Linked DNA regions of Columba livia: region 1 is linked to region 2. A link is a contact called in public Hi-C data. All regions are on one chromosome and are shown on one strand. The core of a region is the stretch at or near the end of the contact, and the rest is flanking DNA. Distances in the headings are between cores, read along the strand shown. Region 1 holds the start of TNS1 (tensin 1). Region 2 overlaps TNS1 (tensin 1).

Region 1 (3,911 bases), core at 863-3,362, 67 kb after region 2:
GCACCGTGTGCCTGTGTGCACGCAAAACGTCCTGGAGCTGTGAGGGTGCTGTGCATGCTACACATGGTGCTTGTCACCACCCCGCATGCATATGCACACCTGTGAGTATGCAAGTGTGTGCAACCATGCACATCTCCGCGAGCCACAGCAGCAGCAGACACGTGAGCAGATGTCCATGTTCCCACATGCAAGTCCATGTGCAATCTTTTGCACACTCGCATGGGTTCGTACATGCATCTGCAAGCCTCCCTTCCCTGGGCACCTGCTCCCACAGGGCCACTTGCTGGTCCCTTGGCAGCCCCCAGGGCTTGTGCCACCCTGCAAGGGAGCAGAGCACAAACAACTGGACACGTATACATGTGTACACACATGTGCACACAGGAGTATTGTCACCCATCCTGCAGCCGTGCGAAAAGCTCCCCCAGGGCCGGGGGACTCCCACGTTGCAGTTGCTGGGTGACAGCAAGGTCTAACGATGCCATGAGTTCATTTGCATATGCAAAGCAGCATCTTTGCTGCAGGGTGCCCCGGGAAGAGGCCTTGCTCCCCGCTCCCAGAGATCCAGCTGGGATGCCTAAGGATGCCAATGCATCTGCCATGCACGTATCCCCCACCCTGCCCTGGCCCCACATGCTAGCATGGGCCTGCTTCATTAACAGCTATTATGTTCGCTAGGGAAGGCACTGCCCCCCCCACCGCATTCCCACCCTACAGAGCCCCATTCACTTGTCCCATTGCCAACATCATCCCCATAACAGGGGCTGCTGACCAGAGCCTGGCTTTACGCCCCCACCTCCCTGCTGCCAGGGAGGCACCCTGCTCAACCAGTGCCACCCAGCTGGCTGGGCTATCAGTCTGTCCCACAAAATAACCCCATCTCAACTCCATACTGGCAGCATCCCAGCTAACTTCCTAGTTGGGAACAACTGAGGGGATATGTAGGGGAGCTGGGGTACCCCTTGGGGATGTCACCTGGGTACCCACTGGGGGTACCCAAGGGTACTGGTGGTATGTTCAGGGGTAGGCCCCCACATGATCAGGCAGGGGGCACTAGCATCCCTGGCCATGGGTGCCCCAACACACAGACCCAAGGAGGCTGGAAGGGGACCCAGGTGTCCTGAGCTGGAAGAGGCACTGGGGAGAGATGCCAGATTAATCAGGAGCTGGGACGCGTGGGTTCATTGCCCAGCACTGCAGAGAGGTGCAGTGGGGGGGAACTGGGACATCCAGTTCCCCTGAGGCTGCAAAGCTGGGATGGGCAGAGGGCACTAGGATGCCTGGGTCCAGCCCTGTGGGCTCAGGCCCACCCAGTGCCTTGCATCCTGCTGTGCCCCAGGGCCCAGCTCGAGTTGGTGATGGGCTGTAGGGGCAGAGCCCCAACACTCAGTGCAAACTGGATTCCCTCCAGTCTGCCCAGTTCCCTCCAGTGGGGTGGCAGAGCCTCGAACTGGGGAATGGCAGCGGCCCCCAGCCAGGTCTGCAGACTGGATGTCGTGGGGCATTAACCCCCACGCTCCCCAAACCCACACAGCCTCCACAGACACCCCCCCAACAGTCCAGTGTCCCTGTCCCCATCCCAGCCGGTCCCACATTCGTGCACCCCTCAGCCTGGTACCCACCGCCGCCGCTTTTCCGGGCTGGGTCCCGCTTTGCTCTACCCGGTCCCCGGGGCTCCTCCCGGTCCCGCTCCCGTTCCGGTCCTCCCAGCCCCGTCCCGGTGTCCGGCCGTCCTTGCCGGTCTCCTCTCGGTCCGGGTTCCCCCAGAGCCGGTCCCGGCCCAGCACCTCCGGTTTCCCCCGCTCCCAATCCGCCCGTCTCAATGCAAACGCTACCCGCTCCGTCCCGGTCTCCCCCGCTCCCCCCGCAACCAGCCCCATCCACCGCCCACTCTCGGGATCAGCTCCGCTCCGAGACCCCACTGCCGGGCCCCACCGCGCTGCTGTCCCGCTCCTCCCCGGTGCCCCCCGGTACCCGCACGGTGCAGGCGCTGCGGGCCGTACCCAGAGCAGGCAGGAGAGGCACAGCCCGGTCATGCTGCCCGCGGAGCGGCTCCGCGGCCGGCCGAGCCCCCACCGGCCCCTTCGCTCCGCCCGCCCGCTCCGCCCCGGCCCCACACCGCCCCTCCAGACGGCGGTAGAATGAGGGTGGCAAAGGCTCCCCCGACCCCCACAAAACACAGCGGCACCCCGGCCGAGGTGGCCCCCGGGGCGGCCAGGACCCTCCCCATTCCGGCAGAGGGGCTGTGGTACTGGGGGGGCTGGACTGGGGCTGTGTCGTGTTCCGGCCCTTCTCTGGCCCCGCATACACATTTGGGATTCATTTCCTCTGCTGACTGGGGGGGCACCCGTCACCCACTTCACCGCCATCCCTCCTCCGACCTCCTGTGGGTCCTGCGGCCGGGTGCCCACCCCCCTCGATCTCCAGCTGTATCCCCTGGGTGGTCCCGGGATGGGGGACAGGAAGGGATCAGGAGACATCTATGCGCCAAGCTGGGGGCCTCAGCGAGGGGGGACAACCCCTGGGAGGGACGGAGAGCGGCTTGGCAGCCTGTGGCCCGGAAAGGGGTGGATTTGGCAGGGGGGTGCCCCAGCCCTTCCTGGGGGAGCTTGGCCGGGCAGCACGCGGTTGTCCACCCCCACCAGCGCTGACTCTGGTTCCAGCCTGGAAACTTGTGCTCAGCCGGCCGTGACCACGGGCATGTGAGTCAGGGTGGGGGACGCGCCGCGGGGAAGGACACGCTGGCAGGATGAGGCATGTCTGGCATGGGGACGTGGGTGCGACGGGGATGTGGGCACTATAATGCCCCCTCTCCCCATGCCTCAGTTTCCCATCTGTACACTGCATGCAGCTGCCAGAGCAGAGAGGAAGGTCAGGGTGGGATGGGGGGCGTCTGCCCTTCCCAGACACAGGAGTAGCATCTGACCCCCCAAAGTGCCACAACCCCTCCCCCAAATATCCCTGTCCCACCACCTTCCACCCCACCACTCTGTCATGCCTTCCTGACCCACGGTAGAGGTACCAGTGTGGTAATGTGCCAGCTGGGATGGGGGACAGGTGAGGACAGCACCCCTCACCCCCCCATGCCAGCCAGGCCCAGGGGCAAGTGAGACTTGGGGGCCAAGCAGGCAGTGAGGTCCTATCCATGCACTCCCCCCATTACTACAGCCCTCATTAATTAGTCTCATTACTGGCCAAAAATGATAGGCCCAGTGGAGAGGGGTGTCGCCACCCCCACATAAGTCACTACCTCTCATTCACTGCTATGACAAGCTTGGGCCCCTCTGAAGGGCAGGGACAAGGGTCATGCGACAGGGACATGGTAGCTGCAGGGACACTGCCTGTGAGCATCATTTAGAGCTTGTTTTCTCAGCAGTGGGGGTACAGACAGGGGCACTTAGCCCAGGGAACCCCCCACATGGGCACCACTGTTGCTGGTATATACCCCCTGTGCAGGGCCAGCCTCAGCAGGAGTCCCCTGTGTGGCCCCTCCCAGGGTCACCATGTCCTCAAGCCCTCCATGCCTGCTGCCAGCAGAGCTGTCCCCACACTGCCCTTGGGTGCATGGGGCACATGCACACATCACACAAGCAACCTCCCTGAGTACACACTGCTCACACTCATGCACACCACACATATGGTCCATGTCACACACAGTGGATGGGCACCTGCATGTGTAGGTGCCTGTCTGGGCAGAGGAAGGGCTGGGAGACAGCCCTGTAACAGCTCACACTGGTGTAAAGCCCACTTGCTACTGCACCCAGCATACACAAATGTGCTCGAGGAAACACACATGCCCCTGTGCAGGGACACACACCCCATGGCAGCTCCCTGGAGATCTGCTGTGCACCCATACTCATGTGAGCTACAGTTCACTCATCCCAGCCCCCTCTGCACACCTGTAAACACACACA
Region 2 (3,834 bases), core at 421-2,920:
CAATTCCACATGGACAAGTCCCTCCCTTGTGTGGCAGTGGGGTGAAGGCAGGATCAGATCGGCAGGGAGGACACGGCTTGGGTGGTTTGACACCAGTGGTTGCAGCAGGACAGGGGATGGGGACACTATTTGCTGCATAGTGTGCAGACATGAGCATGGGTCGCACCAGCCCCAGGGTCGCTTTTGCCCACATCAGCTTTGCTCCACCGTTCCCACCCTGGGGACCCTGGCTTGCTCCTGGTCTTTGCTTGGGGAAAGGTTGTGTCACACTTTCTGTCCCTTGGGGACACTTCTGAGGGGGCCCCAGCACAAGTAAAAAGCCTGGGAAAGAGTAAAAGTGAAGGAAGAGGAAACTGCCCCATGCCCCACAAATGACCCCCTTTTGTCCTGGAGCAGAAGGCAGAGAGGAGCAAGAAAGTTTGTCACCTTTCACAACGCAGCAAGAAACACTCCCTTGGTTGGCCCTGAATCTCCAGAGCACGGGCTGAAATTAAAAAAAAAAACAGATTTGAGAACCCGAAGGTAGGGACTCAATAGGCCTGGGGAAATGTGATGGGGGCAAGATTTCCTGGCATGGAGTTGGTGGGACCTGCCTTTCCTGATGGTCACACCAGAGCCACCAGCCTGGCCTGGACACAGCAGCAGGCCGCAAAGAGGGAGACCTTGAAAAGCCTGCACTGTGAGAGCCAGCAAAGGGAAGCGGGTGGCAGATAAGAACATGTCGAGGAAAAACACAAACCAGAAGCTCCCGAGGAATTTTGGAAAGGAAATGGGGAATTAACTGCAGAAAAAGAGCTGGGGCAAGGAGGGGTGAAAGACAGGAAATGCACAGCAGTCTGTGGTTTGCAAGGAATAGCCTGTCCATGCCACCTCGCCAGGCACTCGCCACCTCCCCTTGCTGCCTGGGGACACCCAGCAGCATCCATCCCAGCTGGGCAGGAGCATTGGGAATGGGCAAGTGGCTGCTGCCAGCTCCTGGGGGACAGTCCAAGCAGGAATCAGGAAAGAAATGAAACCAAGAGCAGCTGGCAAGAAAATACCATCCCCATGGTGTTGGATAGGGAGAGGAGGCTATGGATCCCGTCTTGTCGGCGAGTAGACAGGGGACAGCCAAGGCCAAGGCTGGCAGACTCCAGGTACCTCCCAAGGTCCTGTGGTGCAGCCTGGCTCAGAGGGCATGTCACTTGGGTGCCCACCCACAGCCCCACAGCTATTTCTGGGGGGCCAGAAACCATCCCTTCTCCTTTCTTTTCTTATCCCTCTTGCCTTCACCTCCCAGCAGAAGCCCCACAGCACGGGGTCTCTGCACAAGCAGCCCCCTCAATCCACCCCTCGCCCCACAGCTATTTTAGAGAAAGGCTGGAGATATTTTTAGTGCTGCCGGCTCCCAGGAGAAGCTCTGAGCCTGTGAGCCGCAGCAGTGCTGGCGCCAGAGAAACTGCCGCTGCTCTGGCTGATATTTCTTGTATAATTAAACTCAATCCATCCCGGGGGCTGGGTCTTGGCCACCAACTCAGCGAGAATGGGAAGGAGTGGAGCCAGAGTGCCGGGGGCTGAAAGCTCTGACGGATGCTGGGAATTGCTCTGTGGGAGCTAGAAAAGCCAGGCCTGAGACTCTGAGGGGAGTTTTGCAAGACATGGGGGGGCAGGATGGCTTCGAAACGAGCAGGGAGTGGAATCTGATGGGAGCAGACCTTCACAAAGGCAAAAGACCCCATACCAGCATCTTCCTATCCCACTCCACTACAGGAAATGGACTCAAAGAGGATGCCCAGGGCTGGACAGATGGCATCTAAAGGCAACCTGGGAGAATGTAACAGAATCTGAAGAGCACCTAGTGTCTGCAGGGCAAGCCAGAGAGATCCCTCCTGGTTAACAAAAGCCCGAGCTGGAGCCACGTAGGAAGTTTTGGGGCTGTCTGGTTAGTGAGCATCTGGTGAACACAAGCTGCGGCTGGAGGATGACAAGCAGCAGCACAACCCCTGCTTCCCACGCCCACCGGCTGTCCTGGGGCCCCAATCTGCTGCCGAGAACAGGGGGAACAACAGCCCAGAGAAAACACAGCACCCGCCGGGGCTTACGGTTTTTTTCTTTTCTTTTTTCCCCCTGTGCAAAAAGAACAGAGCATTTATTCCTGCGCTCCCTTAAATTTCAAGACACATTTCCAACCATCCAGACACCAAGCTGGCATTCCAAGCAACAGTATATTTTATATAACTGATTTTTTTTGTTGTTTTTACCACTTTATAAAGCCATACAATGAACAGCAAAGAATCCAACGTCTGTACAACAGGAAGACAACAGCGGAGTCACATTCACACAGGGACATGGGTACAACCAAAGTCATCCTTACACGCGCGACATTATGGGCACAAAGATACAAAATATAACGTATTCTTTTTCCATCTATATAAATACACAGAAATGGGCAAGTCTAAAAGTTTGAAACTGTTCATTAACACTGATTAGCAAATAAATCTGTAACATTCCCAAAGTAACAAAGACAACAACAACAAAAAAACCACGCATAACACGGCGGCACATGATCCGCCAACAGAAACATCAGGTTGCTTCCTTTATTTCTTGTTTTTCCTTTCCTTTTTAAGGAAAAGAAAAAAAAAAAAAAAAAAGAGTAACCCCAAACCAACCTCACAATTTGCAAAACAAACGAATGAAATGAAACAAGCCCCTGCGGGCTCCTTTGCTGTCTGATCCTCCTGCCTGCTCCTTGGGAAGGGTTGCCTTTTGTTGATGCTCCTGTCTGGGGTTTTTGGGGCAACTGGTTTCTTCACCCACCCAACCTGCTGGGTGGGGATTTTCTTTGCACTTTGGTTCAGGCGGTTGAACTCACTGGAAAAGCAATGCCTGGAGGCTGGGTTGGGTTTTTCTCCCTACCTGGTTTGTTTTCCATGTGTGGTTTGACCAGGAGACAGACAGCAAATGTTGCATCCTGAGCAACCCCAAACTTCGCTCCGTTTATTTGCTTAAACCCTTGAACTCCCATCTCCACTGGCAATGGGGGGCCTGGCCAAGACCGTGAGATGGGTGCATCCCATCAGATGATGATGATGCGGATCATCCCCCAAAACACCTCTTGGGGGGCAAAGCCAGAGGCAGCCCCATTGAACGGGATCCCCACATTTTCCATCTTGCAGGTGCTACCATTTGGGACAGGCAGCAAGCGACCCCCTCAAGGAGCGTTTCCCAACAAACAGCAACACTGACAGCAAAGGGAGGATGGATGTGAAGGGGCTCCTCTGAAGAACAATTCAACACAAAAAGGGCACGTACAATAAATTTACACACGCAAAAAAAATTATATATATATATATCTATATATGTGGGGAAAAGTGCGTTTTTAAGGATATCTTTGGCAAGAATATATGCAGTTCTTTGTGCAGGAAGAAGGGATGTGTTTGTGTGTGTGTTTGTGTGAGAGAGAGATACCATCCAGCTGCTGACAACGGCAGTGTGATTACAACGAAACATATGCTGGGCTTAACTCGTGCAAGCTCAAATCTCAAATACCATGACTGCATTTAAAAACCAAAGAATAAAAATAAAGAGTATTTTCTGTCCCTTTCATAAGGAAAAAATATCAACACTGGGTCCCCGCCAGCCCCAGGAGCTGGGTGATCCTCAATGCCAGCTGACGGTCTCTCCTGGGGACAGAAAGGGTAGTTACATCTAAAAATGTAACTTTAAAAAGAAGACAAAAAGAAAAAAAGTGCCATTAAAGGGAGCTGACAAACACCTGGCTACATCATTGGAAGGTGATTAGCTCTGTTAAAAAAAAAAATAATAAACATCAGACAATTTTGTTAGTGTTCGAGA

Evidence for each region. Hi-C and Micro-C count contacts between places; a contact is called where the count stands out from the background.
Region 1: a contact with region 2 is called in a Hi-C map of liver, with 5 times the contacts expected there. The contact joins the promoter of TNS1 here to the enhancer-like site in region 2. A contact is called at or near these places in 2 of 2 Hi-C or Micro-C datasets (crop and liver).

What each region holds. Positions count from the first base shown.
Region 1 is chr7:16,542,535-16,546,445 of bColLiv1.pat.W.v2, forward strand. TNS1 (tensin 1) reads right to left here and starts at 2,113. Exons shown (of 34, transcript XM_065070679.1): 1 at 2,001-2,113. The coding sequence starts at 2,033.
Region 2 is chr7:16,476,366-16,480,199 of bColLiv1.pat.W.v2, forward strand. It overlaps TNS1 (tensin 1), which reads right to left. Exons shown (of 34, transcript XM_065070679.1): 34 at 2,186-3,834. Among named protein-coding and RNA genes, the nearest start is that of TNS1, 66 kb to the right of the region's middle. Within about 2 kb of position 1,671, at least 2 of the 3 cell types and tissues checked have an H3K27ac peak away from gene starts, as active enhancers do.